Linked DNA regions of Mus musculus: region 1 is linked to region 2. The links are chromatin contacts, called in public HiChIP or PLAC-seq maps. All regions are on one chromosome and are shown on one strand. Each heading gives the region's core, a stretch centred on a gene start, on an enhancer-like site or on the middle of the called end of the contact. The rest is flanking DNA. Distances are from core to core; before and after follow the strand shown.

What was found. HiChIP or PLAC-seq counts read pairs in DNA pulled down with a chosen protein or histone mark.
Region 1: a contact with region 2 is called in an H3K27ac HiChIP or PLAC-seq map of heart atrium, with 6 read pairs. The contact joins two enhancer-like sites. A contact is called at or near these places in 2 of 39 promoter capture datasets (the 3T3-L1 cell line and 3T3-L1-derived adipocytes) and 3 of 115 datasets of contacts at active chromatin or transcription factors (bone marrow-derived dendritic cells, bone marrow-derived macrophages and heart atrium).

The regions. Positions count from the first base shown.
Region 1 is chr7:16,759,914-16,765,715 of GRCm38.p6, reverse strand. No RefSeq gene overlaps it. Among named protein-coding and RNA genes, the nearest start is that of Slc1a5, 19 kb to the left of the region's middle. Within about 2 kb of position 3,980, at least 73 of the 459 cell types and tissues checked have an H3K27ac peak or open chromatin away from gene starts, as enhancers often do. A contact at or near this core is called in 3T3-L1-derived adipocytes and heart atrium, where this site is marked.
Region 2 is chr7:16,403,610-16,408,994 of GRCm38.p6, reverse strand. The region is part of intron 1 of Zc3h4 (zinc finger CCCH-type containing 4); the gene reads right to left. Among named protein-coding and RNA genes, the nearest start is that of Zc3h4, 5.1 kb to the right of the region's middle. Within about 2 kb of position 3,779, at least 274 of the 459 cell types and tissues checked have an H3K27ac peak or open chromatin away from gene starts, as enhancers often do. A contact at or near this core is called in 3T3-L1-derived adipocytes and heart atrium, where this site is marked.

The DNA.
Region 1 (5,802 bases), core at 2,731-5,230, 360 kb before region 2:
TCTCTCTCTCTCTCTCTCTCTCTCTCACACACACACACACACACACACACACACACAAGTGAATATGCGTGTATGCCTACACACACACACATGCCCATACACATGCAAACACACATATGTGCATGTGTGTGCACATGTACATGCACACACACACACACACACACACACCCAAATGAACATGTGTGTATGCCTACACACACACGTGCCCATACACATGCAAACACACATATGTGCATGTGCGTGCACATGTACACGCACATACACACACACATGAAAATGGGGGGGGGGGCTGGATGATGTATCAGGCAGTCTACATCCACAGGATTCTCACCCGAAGGTGGGAGGCAGAGATAGGTTGCCTAGAAGCTGGGGGTGGGGGGTGGAGTGCACGGTACAGTAGCAGAAACAAGAAAGTCCTGACTTTGACACAGAAAAGGCAAGAGCTGACTTCTCCCCAAGTTGTCCTCTGAGTACATGCATGCCGAGAAACAATTCTGTAAAAATAAATAATACATTTTAAAAAATGGATTGAAGCCACTTAATTGAAGCCACTCCATCGCAGTGGGAATGGAGAGCCGGCTCAGCAGTTAAGAGCACTCTTGCAAAGAATCTGAGAGTGATTCCCAGAATCCACATCAGATGAGACACAGTTGCCTGTGACTCTAGCTCCTGAGGGTCAGGGATATCCTTGGCTACCTGTGCTCACGTGCACCTACTCACCCTCACTTCCCACATAATTAAAATTAAAATTAAAGACTTTTTTATTTTTGACAATTTCATACATGTATAGATTGAAATAAGATCATATCTACCCCATTTCCCCCTCCAACTTTGCCCATGTCTCCCTCCCAAATTTATCTTTTTTTTTAAAATATAACTAAGTCTAGTTAATGCTGCCCATATGTGCATGGGGTGGGGCAGTTACATGGGCATGCATGTAACTGAACATACACACATGTACAAGTAAGAAAATATAATAAAAAATTTTAATCAACAATTAAAACACACACACGAGTTCTGGGAATGGGCTTAGTTTGTAGAGTGCCTACCTGTCTAGCATGCAGGAAGCTCTGGGTTCCATCACCACATATCATAAATTGAAATGTGAAGAGGCTGACGCGGGAGGATTTCGTTGCGATTAAGGCCAGCTATGCTATGTAGCAATACTCTGTCGCACTAGCATTTCTGAGAAGCGTTGGCTTCAGTCCTTATAGTACACACTCATTTACACACACAGACACACACACATACATACATTCACACCTGCACACACTCACATATACAAACATGCAAACATACACAGACACTTAAACACAATACATATATACACACATACATACATGCATACATACTCACATAGACACACATGCATGCACGCACACACACAGAGTTGGATTTGTAGATCAGGTGACCAGAAGAATGGGTTCTTCTTTTTATTTTCTTCTCTCTCTATTTTTTTGGAGACAGGGTCTCATGTAGGCTAGGCTGACTTCCTGCCTCCAGAATGCTGGGGTTACAGATGTGTGCCCCAAGACCTGGCTCAGAGCAGTGTTACTCATAAGACAGGAGTTGGGGTGTAAATCTGAGGTTTGCTTTACAAACTACTTAGAAAAAGCTTAATCAAAGGTGTCATATGAACAAAGGCCACAAGGAAGAGAGCCATGGGGTTATCTGGGGTAAGGATGGGCACATGGCCCATGGTCAGGAGCAAAGGCTCTGGACAGGAAAGGCCAGAAGCAGTGCACTGTGGGTGAAGAATCAGGACACAATCCTAGGGCCACTTGATCATTTGATGGGGGCTGAGAATATAGATGGGTGATAAAAAAATAAAAATAAAAATGCTTGCCTGGCTTGCATAAGACCCTGAGTTTAATCCTGAAAACAAAATAAAAACGGTTGGCGTTTGCTTCTTCATCCTGGAGTTCTGTCTGTTGGTGTCTCGGCTTGTGCTGGGTGGATCCATCCTCAGTTCTCTAGAGTGTATTGCTAAACTTTCAGGAATTTCACAAGCTCGTTGGTTTTTTCCCCCCCTTTGTTGTGTTATGTAGCCCTGGCTGCCGACCAGTCTAACTATGAACTTACGGCCATACTCCTGCCTCTGCCAAGTGAGTGCTGAGATTGTAGGTGTGCACCACCACGCTCTCCTTCTCAAGGCAGTGGATAAACAGGGATCATTGCTGTTGTTCCTGTTGCTTTGAGGCAGGTTCTCAGGGGGCCTCAACCTCCCTCTAGTGACTGAGGTTGGCTTTGATCCTGCGATAATTTGGAGTTCATCTCCAAGTGCCAGGATAAAGGTTTAAAAAGCTATCTTAGAGTTTCCACTGCTGTGAAGAGACACTGTGACCAAGGCAACTCCTTTTTTGTTTTTTGTTTGTTTGTTTGTTTGTTTTTTTGCTTTGCAAGACAGGGTTTGTCTGTACAGCCCTGGCTGTCCTGGAACTCACTTTGTAGACCAGGCTGGCCTCAAACTCAGAAATCCACCTGCCTCTGCCTCCCAAGTGCTGGGATTAAAGGCGTGCGCCACCACCACCCAGTGGCAACTCTTATAAAAACAACATTTAACTGGGGCTGGCTTACAGGTTCAGAGGTTCAGCCCATTATCCTCATGGCAGGAAACATGGCAGCGTCTGAGCAGGCATGGTACTGGAGGAGCTGAGAGTTCTACATCTTGTTCCAAAGGCAAATAGAAGACTACTGACTTCCAGGCAGCTAGGAGGAGGGTCTCAAAACCCATGCCCATAGTGACACACTTCCTCCAACAAGGCCACACCTCCTAATAGTGCCACTCCCTGGGCCAAGCATATTCAAACCACCACAACCACTATCCACTACACCTACTTATTGGACCCAAGGCTGTGTGAAGGTGAGGTTAGCTTTCTGTGAAGACTGAGGTCTAAGGACAACTTGTTCAGACTGGTTCTTTCCTTCCACCATGAGGATCAAACAGGTCATCAGCCTTGGGATCTATTGCCTTTACTCAATAAACCACCTTGCCAGCCCATATTGTGTTTAAATCAGGAACTTATGGCACCAAGATTGGCTTTGAACTCCTGATTCTCCTGCTTCAACCTCCCAACTACTGGTATAGCAGACGTATGTATGCCACCATGTCTGACTCAAATGCACCCTTTTTATTTTATTTATTTTAATTTAATTAAAGTTATTTATTTTAGCCAGGTAGTGCTAAGGCATACCTTTAATCCCAGCTCGGGAGTTAGAGGTATGTGGATCTCAGTGAGTTCAAGGCCAGCTTGGTCTACATAGCTAGTTTCAGAACAGCCAGGGCTATACAGAGAAACCCTGTCTTGAAGAAAAAGAAGAGGAAAAAAAAGAAAAGAGGAGGGGAGAGGAGAAGAGAGGAGAGGAGAGGAGAGGAGAGGAGAGGAGAGGAGAGGAGAGGAGAGGAGAGGAGAGAAGAGAAGAGAAGAGAAGAGAAGAGAAGAGAAGAGAAGAGAAGAGAAGAGAAGAGAAGAGAAGAGAAGAGATGGAAGGAAAAGATCCTTATTTTATTTTGTGTGGTGGGTGTTTTGTTAGATCCCCTAGAACTGGAATTACTGATAGACGGTTGTGAGCTGCTGTGTAGGCGCTGGTCCTCTGTAAGAGCAGCAAGTGTTCTTAACTGCTGAGCCATCTCTCCAACCCAGGAATCCACTCTTAAGTAAGAAAACGGTGAGCTTTAGGGCCTGTGAGTGTCCTAAGTAGAACTTTCTCTGCGTGTGCTTACATAATGTCTACTTTGAGAACAAACACAGGCGCTGGGACCCTGGACTAGGCCTGATCCAGGTATGCAGGCTCTGCCCTTCCCTACCGGTGGCCCTCTGAGCTTCCTGCAGGGAGGCCCAGCCTGCTGGGGGTCTCTGATGTGGGCACTTCAGAGCCTCAACCTCTAGCCCACAGCCTATCCAGCTGGAGCCTGGAGTCCTCCCAAGAGAGCCTTTGAGGATGGGATAAAACAGGCTGGGGTACCTCCTGGGAAGAGCCTCAGGGCACGGAAGAAGGGAAAGAGAGAGAGAGGTGGAATTTCACTACCTCTTCCTGTCCGGTGCAGGCCATGTGCCTTCAATGATCAATTCCCATGTGTTCTATTAAAGTGTTCTATAAAAGTACCAGCCTAAGGGGTCCTGTCAGAGAATAGAAGGGGGGGGGGGAGAGAGAGAGAGAGAGAGAGAGAGAGAGAGAGAGAGAGAGAGAGAGAGAGAGAGAGAGAGAGAGAGAGAGTCCTGAAGAAGGAGGGGGCGGCTGGAGCAAAGAATGACCCCGCCTCGAGGGCAGTGGAGGCTGCCAAGCTTCCTCAACTTGTTCCAGAAGGTCCTGTAATGGAATGTTCTCCAAGCAGCCCATAGAAGGCTCTGGGGAGCAAGGGCTGTCCCTCAGGCTGTGCCTCTGGAAACGGCTGAAGTCTCTCAAAAGGGCATACAGATCCCCCTCCATCCCAGAGTAAAAAGATCCCCTAACATTCCAGCCGCCTCCAAGTGTCCTGTGTGGGTGAAAGCTGTGCGTGCCCCAGGGTGTGCGATGGGGGCCCTGGCCCACAGCACCCCTCAGCTTTCCCAGCATGCCCTTCTCCGTGGCTCCTACCCTTCCAACTTTTCCTCCCTGCTCTGTCTAACCTTTCTTCCTCCCGCCTTCCTCCTTCCCCCACTTTCTTTCGCAAAGCTTTTCTGGGGGTAGGGGTGGAAACAGACATGCAGCTGGATCTCTGTTCAGCCAGGTTTGTGCTGAGTTCCAGGAGAGCCAGAAGTACATAATGAGACTTATTTATCAAAAAATTATTGCCGCCCCCCGCCCCCCAACACACACACACAGGATTTCCTGCACACCAAGCAAGTGCTCTACCAACTAAGCTGCATTCCCAGCTCTTTTTTTTTTTTTTTTTTTTTTTTTTTTTTTTTTGGTTTTTTGAGACAGGGTTTCTCTGCGTAGCCCTGGCTGTCCTGGAACTCACTTTGTAGACCAGGCTGGCCTCGAAATTTGTCTGCCTCTGCCTCTCTAGTGCTGAGATTAAAGGCGTGCACCACCACCATCCCCAGCTCTTTTCAGAGAAAACGTCTTGTGGCATCGAGGTTGGCTTCAGATTTGAAACCATTCTCTCACCCCAGAGTCCCAAGGGCTTAGGGTAACCAACACGCACTACCAAGCCCAGATTTCTTCTGCTTTCCAGTCTGCTCCTTGTCCTTCTGTCAACCAGACCTCCCTCCCCAGCTGGGCGTGGTCCTCATCACCTCCCCTCCCCCCGCCCCCTCCGTCCTGAGCCTCTTAGCAAACACTGTTTCCCCTGCCACACCTCCCTCCCCACCTACTGGCCTACCATGATTGCTTCTGCACATTTCACCTCTGTGGCCTGACTTCCGCTCTCCTCAGGCAACTTACCAAGAGAGAAAGCAGAGCTTGCATCCTACTCATCCTACGGGAAGGCTGGAAACAAAAGGGATGGTTGAGAAGACCATCTGTTGTAGGGGTCACTGCCATGATAGGGAAAGAAGCAGCAGAGGAAGGAGGGTCGGAAGTTCAAAGCCAGTCTCAGATGCATTGAATGCTGGAGAGAAACAGAGAGAGAGAGAGAGAGAGAGAGAGAGAGAGAGACAGAGACAGAGACAGAGACAGAGACAGAGACAGAGACAGACAGAGAGAGAGACACAGAGACACAGAGAGAGAGAGAGACAGTAAGAGACAGAGAGAGCGGGAGAGAGAGAGGTGAAAAGGTGGACTAATAGCAATTGATTGGGACCTGTGAAGGACAGAAGGGATAGCAGGGAGCAGGGGTGGGGTTGGAACGTACAGTGAGGGGCAGCGGATGGGGAA
Region 2 (5,385 bases), core at 2,530-5,029:
ATGCTGGACAATCTCTAAGACTCCCCTGCTTTTTTACCATTTTTTATAAAAAGATTTTTATTTATGTACATGTATATGTGCCTGTGCACATCTGTCCATGTCTGTGAGAGGTACCATTGGAGGTTAGAAGGTGGCAGATTCCCCCAGTCACAAGTGGTTGTAAACCACCAGAGAGATGTGGGTGCTGGGAACAGAACTCAGATCCTCTGGGCAAGCAGCAAGCACCTTTAAACAGTGAGAAAGGGCTGGTTTTGTTGTCTGGTTTTTTTTTTTTTTTGGTTTGGTTGGGGTTTTTTTTTTTGGGGGGGGGGAGTGAGACAGGGTTTCTCTGTGTAGCCCTGGCTGCCCTAGAACTCACTGTAGACCAGGCTGGCCTCAAACTCAAAAGAGATCTGTTTGTCTCTGCCTCCCCAGTGCTGGGGTTAAATTGAAGGCTTATGCTACTGCTGCCCTGTGACTTTGTATTAGTTCTCATGAATGAAAATCCCATCCATGAGGGCTGGGTATGCAGCTCTGCGGTAAAGCACTTGTCTAGTACACTCTTCATTTAGTTCAACCCCCAGCCCTCAAAAAGGAAAAACCTATCCATCCATTTTGTAAAAGCCTGGGCCTGGGTCTCTATATGCTCGGGAGTAGAATACAAGGATGACGGAACCTCTGAAGACTGAGAGGCTGGCAGTGTTCACCTCTGCAAGACCAACTGTATACAGGATACCTACACTCCCCAACTGTATACAGGACACCTACACTCCCCAGCCACTCCCGCATAAGCATGCTATGGCCACATTGTACAAAGGCCAGCACACCTGGTCAAGGGCCCCAAGTATATGCTGTCATTTTTTCACAGTCCACATGGTCCCTGTCTCAATTTCTCAGTTCTGTTGCTACTTAAGGATAAAACTAGCATGGTTATACAGAAAAATTCAGCCTACAAAAACTGACTTGGGACAAAGGCAATAGTCTGCAGAGTCGTAGGCTAGAAAAGCAGCTTTCAAATTTCTTTTCTTTTTCACTTCTGTTTGCAGTACTGGGGCTGGGAATGAAAGCTAGGGCTTCTTACATACCAGGCAAACAAAACACCACTGATGCACACATACCCAGTCAGTACTATTTTCTATTTCTATCTCGACAGGATCTAGCTAAATTACCCAGGCTGCCCATGAGCCTGCCTCAGCCTCTGGGGAAGGTAGGACTCTAGGGTTAATCATCAGACCAGGCTCAAACTAACTGCCTTTGATCTATACCTCCTTTACATTCTGTTTCATTTGATTACATTTTCTACCCTCTTCTGATGTTTATCTAATATGCAGACATATCAATACATGGATTTCATAACCCATAATGAGCTTATCAGTATGAAAAGTACTGAACCCGGTGAGTATGGTGGTTGTCTTTAATTGCAACCTCAGGAGGCAGAGGCAGGCAGATTCCCTCTGAGTTTGAGGTCAGCCTGATCTTTATAGCAAGTTGAGAACCAGAGTCAAAACAACAACAAAAGTACTATAGCACATTGTACTTGAGAGGTGGAAGAAAGACTTCTTCAAGTTTAAGGCCAACCTGGACTGCAGAATGAGAGCCCATCTCAATTAAAAAAGAGAGAGAGAGAGAGAGAGAGAGAGAGAGAGAGACTGAAGGGATGGCTCAGCATTTAAGAGCAGTTTCTAGACCCCAGGTATAACTTCAGTTCCAGGGGTTCTACTGCTTCTAGCCTCTGGGAACACCTGAACTGATGTACACATGTCAACACACACTTTAAAAATAACCAAGGAGAGTACAGGGCGGGTGGGGAGTGGAAGTACTGAAGTACTGTGCAGACTCAGGATGGCACACTGGGAAGAAATAGCATCTGTCACATACGGCCCATACGGCACATGGAGCACTTTCTGTGACTCAATCTTTTTGCTGATTTCCCAGCAAATGCTCAGGTTAAGGAGCTGGTGTGGGAAGCCACACCAGGGCCTGATGGTTATCCTTTGGCTTTTCTACTTATAAAGGTAACAGCTGTAGTACAAACTCAGACCTAACCTTAAAAGCCAAAGGAGGGCTGGAGAGATGGCACAGTGGTTAAGAGCACTGACTGCTCTTCTGAAGGTCCTGAGTTCAAACCCCAGCAACCACATGGTGGCTCACAACCATCTGTAATGAGATCTGACTCCCTCTTCTGGTGTGTCTGAAGACAGCTACAGTGTACTTACATATAATAAATAAATAAATCTTTAAAAAAATGTTTAAAAAAAAAAGGCAGAACATGCCTGACTCCATTTAAAAAAAAAAAAAAAAAAGCCAAAGGACACAGGGACACACAGCTGTACTTGCAGGACTTAGCAGGCAGAGGCAGAAGGTGAGCTGCCTCAGCTTGGTGAGCTACCCAGTCTGGGATAGAAGACCAGCTATGTGAGACCCTCTCTTTTAAGTCTTTTAAACAAACAAACAAACAAACAAACAAACGAGTTGGAGGCCAATGTGTATTACACTGTGAGACCTTGCCTCACAAACACAAACCATCGAACAAGTGCAGGGCCTAGGGTTCCTGCCCTAGTATCCAAACCAAAACAGAAATATGAAACATTTCTGTTCCAAGCCAAGGGCAGGACAAACCTAGCTGCTCAACAAACATAGGGACTCAGTCAAATTACAAGGGGTGCGAGATCCTGGAGTCTAACAGGCCTGGCCCGCAGAGATTCAGGCCAAGGGTTGGCTGAAGCAGAGCAAAGGGGAGTAGGAGTGGGGTTGGCTTTGGATCCCTAACTTCCTGGTTCTCAGGGGGCCAACCTCAGCTTGGAATGCTGACTCACTCCATTCTAATTGCAAAACCAAATGCATGCCGGTACACTGGGCATTGGCTCAAGACAGCTGGACCATTTCAGCATCTATACCAAACACTGTGAAACAAGAAGTGTCACAAGATGGCTTCCATGGACTTTAGTCCCCACCAGCTCCCTTTAAGAAAGCTGCCCAGCACCCGAGAGGCCTACTTCCGTCAGTCAGACACATCCTGCTTCTGTTTACACACGGAACAGCCAGTGTTCTATTTAGAATTTCTCCCAGTAAGGACAGAGGCACTGAGCGGCAGCCACTGTGTGGGTGCTCTGTAGCACCCATTGGACTGTGGTAACCCTGAGGAGTGGGCATTGGTGCTGGAGGGCACCAGCCCTGGACAGCAGTAGCTGCTTTCACATACCCACACCCTTCCTTCACATCCTGTTGCTATCTCCAGCGTTCAGAGATGTCACCACTTGCCTGACAAACAGGGAGCTGAGTCACCAATCAACAAAACCGAAGCAGGGAAAATGAGAGTAATTCTCTATTGGGAGGAGCAATGTGGCCAGGAGAAACAAGCTACTTACTCCTAGCAGACAGCCTCCAATCCTAATGAAAAATTATCTCTATGATGATGTAGCTGTAACTAGCACCAACCAAGAGGTCGTGTCTTCATTTCTATCACATCAGCTCAAGAATTATCTCAATGTGCAACGTGCCTGAAATTGATTTTGAAACCACTCCACCTCACCGCACAGCACTAACACAATATGAATTGCTGCACTGTTTCTAGCAGTGTATCTACAGCATTCAGACGCAACAGAGCTTTATAGCAGATGAGGCTCAAAACTTGGAAAGCCAGAGCTGGAAAGTTTGCCTTAACTTATCCAAACAGGCAGCTTGCCATAGTCTATGAGGCCTTAATTATGTAACTGACTCCAGACCATTTCCTCCATTACCACTGCCAAAGAGCAGGCTGCTCCTCCCAGGCCTTCAAAAGTCAGCAAGTAACTGCCAGAAAGCTGCAACCTTCCTGTTTGCCTGTTGTGCACCCCAGCACTGGTGAGGCACAGCCATGGGCCAGGCTCAACTCAAGCCATCGTCTCACTTCAGATGCCATGGCAGGCAGGCAGAATCAGCACTCTGGTACTACTAAAAAAGTCCATCCACAGAGACCATGAGTAGGTTCCCTGAATTTGGTTTGACCTAAAGCTATCCAGAGACCTTGAGACAGTTTAATCAGTGACTTTCAACAGAGGTATTCACAAATGGATCCCTAATCCTTACCTCCATGAAAAAGGTTTCTGGGGGCTCAACAGTGCCCAAGCCTCCCCAGCCCCTCTACAAAACCAAGTGAAGACTCTGACCTGGTTCTGACAGCCTTAGGGAGGAGCGATGGGCTGGAGTGGAGGCAGAGCCAGCGCCTAGAAATCTGTCCCAGGGTTCAGCTATATAGAAACAAATCCAAGAGCCACACTTTCACCAGGCAGAGCAGCCAGGACAGCCTGCCTTCCCAAACAAATTCCCTTTAGCATAGGTCTTTTTGGATAAGGAAAAACCACAAGGATGACTTTCTAAAACTGCTAGCTACCTTTACTTCCAGAAAGGTCTGTCTTGTCAAAAATCAAAGATGTCAACCTTACAGTACATGAAGGAAAAGTGCTTAGAGACAGACTAGGAGTGAGAAAGCCTGCACATGCTGAATGCGCTCTTTCCTCTTTGGTGGAGCAACTGGAGAATTGGGAGCTAGGGACTCTACCTTGGAGTAACTACAGGGTCAAAGCCCATTCTGCTCCTACTGGGAGATTTTGACTTACTTTCAAATGAAATCTTTCATCCAGAGGAAACAAAAACTTCCAAGCTTACAAAGTATGTATAAGCTTTGCTGTTAAAATCAGGGATTCCCAGTGACACCCTTTTCTTTTGCTTTTGCAACATCCATTAATTTCATTATTAACTGGTACATCAGTTTAGGGAGAAAAAAAAAGGTACTACTGTGACATTTCAAAAATATGGAATACCTAAACACATTTAACTTAATATTGGGACTCCTTTGCCAAAAAAACAAAAAACAAAACAAAACAAAAAAACAACAACAAATGAACCCTTGCAGGAATATGCCTGAGAGCTTTTTTAAATGTTTGGAGGAAATATTTTCACATTCAGAAAAATGACTGCTAAATTTTCATTCCCAAAAGGAATCCCATTTCCTAACATTTTATTTTTAAAGTTTAAGTGTTCTTTCATAACTTAGAAATTCTAACCATGTGGAATGGAAGGGTTATCAGCTGACCCTGCTTCTGCTCTGAGCTCCTGGTGGAACTTTACACGAGATGAGAACCTTCAGATGTTTTGTCCAGCTGACCCAGCGCACTGGATAGTGTGTTACGTTCGTGCTTTAGACGTTTTGTGCAGGAATTCTGTACATTCTGGAAATGTCTTCCTCAAAGAGCTGATTTTACATCAGACCACCACTGCATGGCAGTTACAACTGTGAATACATCTAAAGGAATAAAGCAAGCGGCCTGACAAACTGCCGCTTGCACGTGCAGATGGACATCATCTCCCCTGAGAACACAAAGAGGGAACCGGCTCCTTTGGAAGGACTAGGCTTGAGTGAGAAAG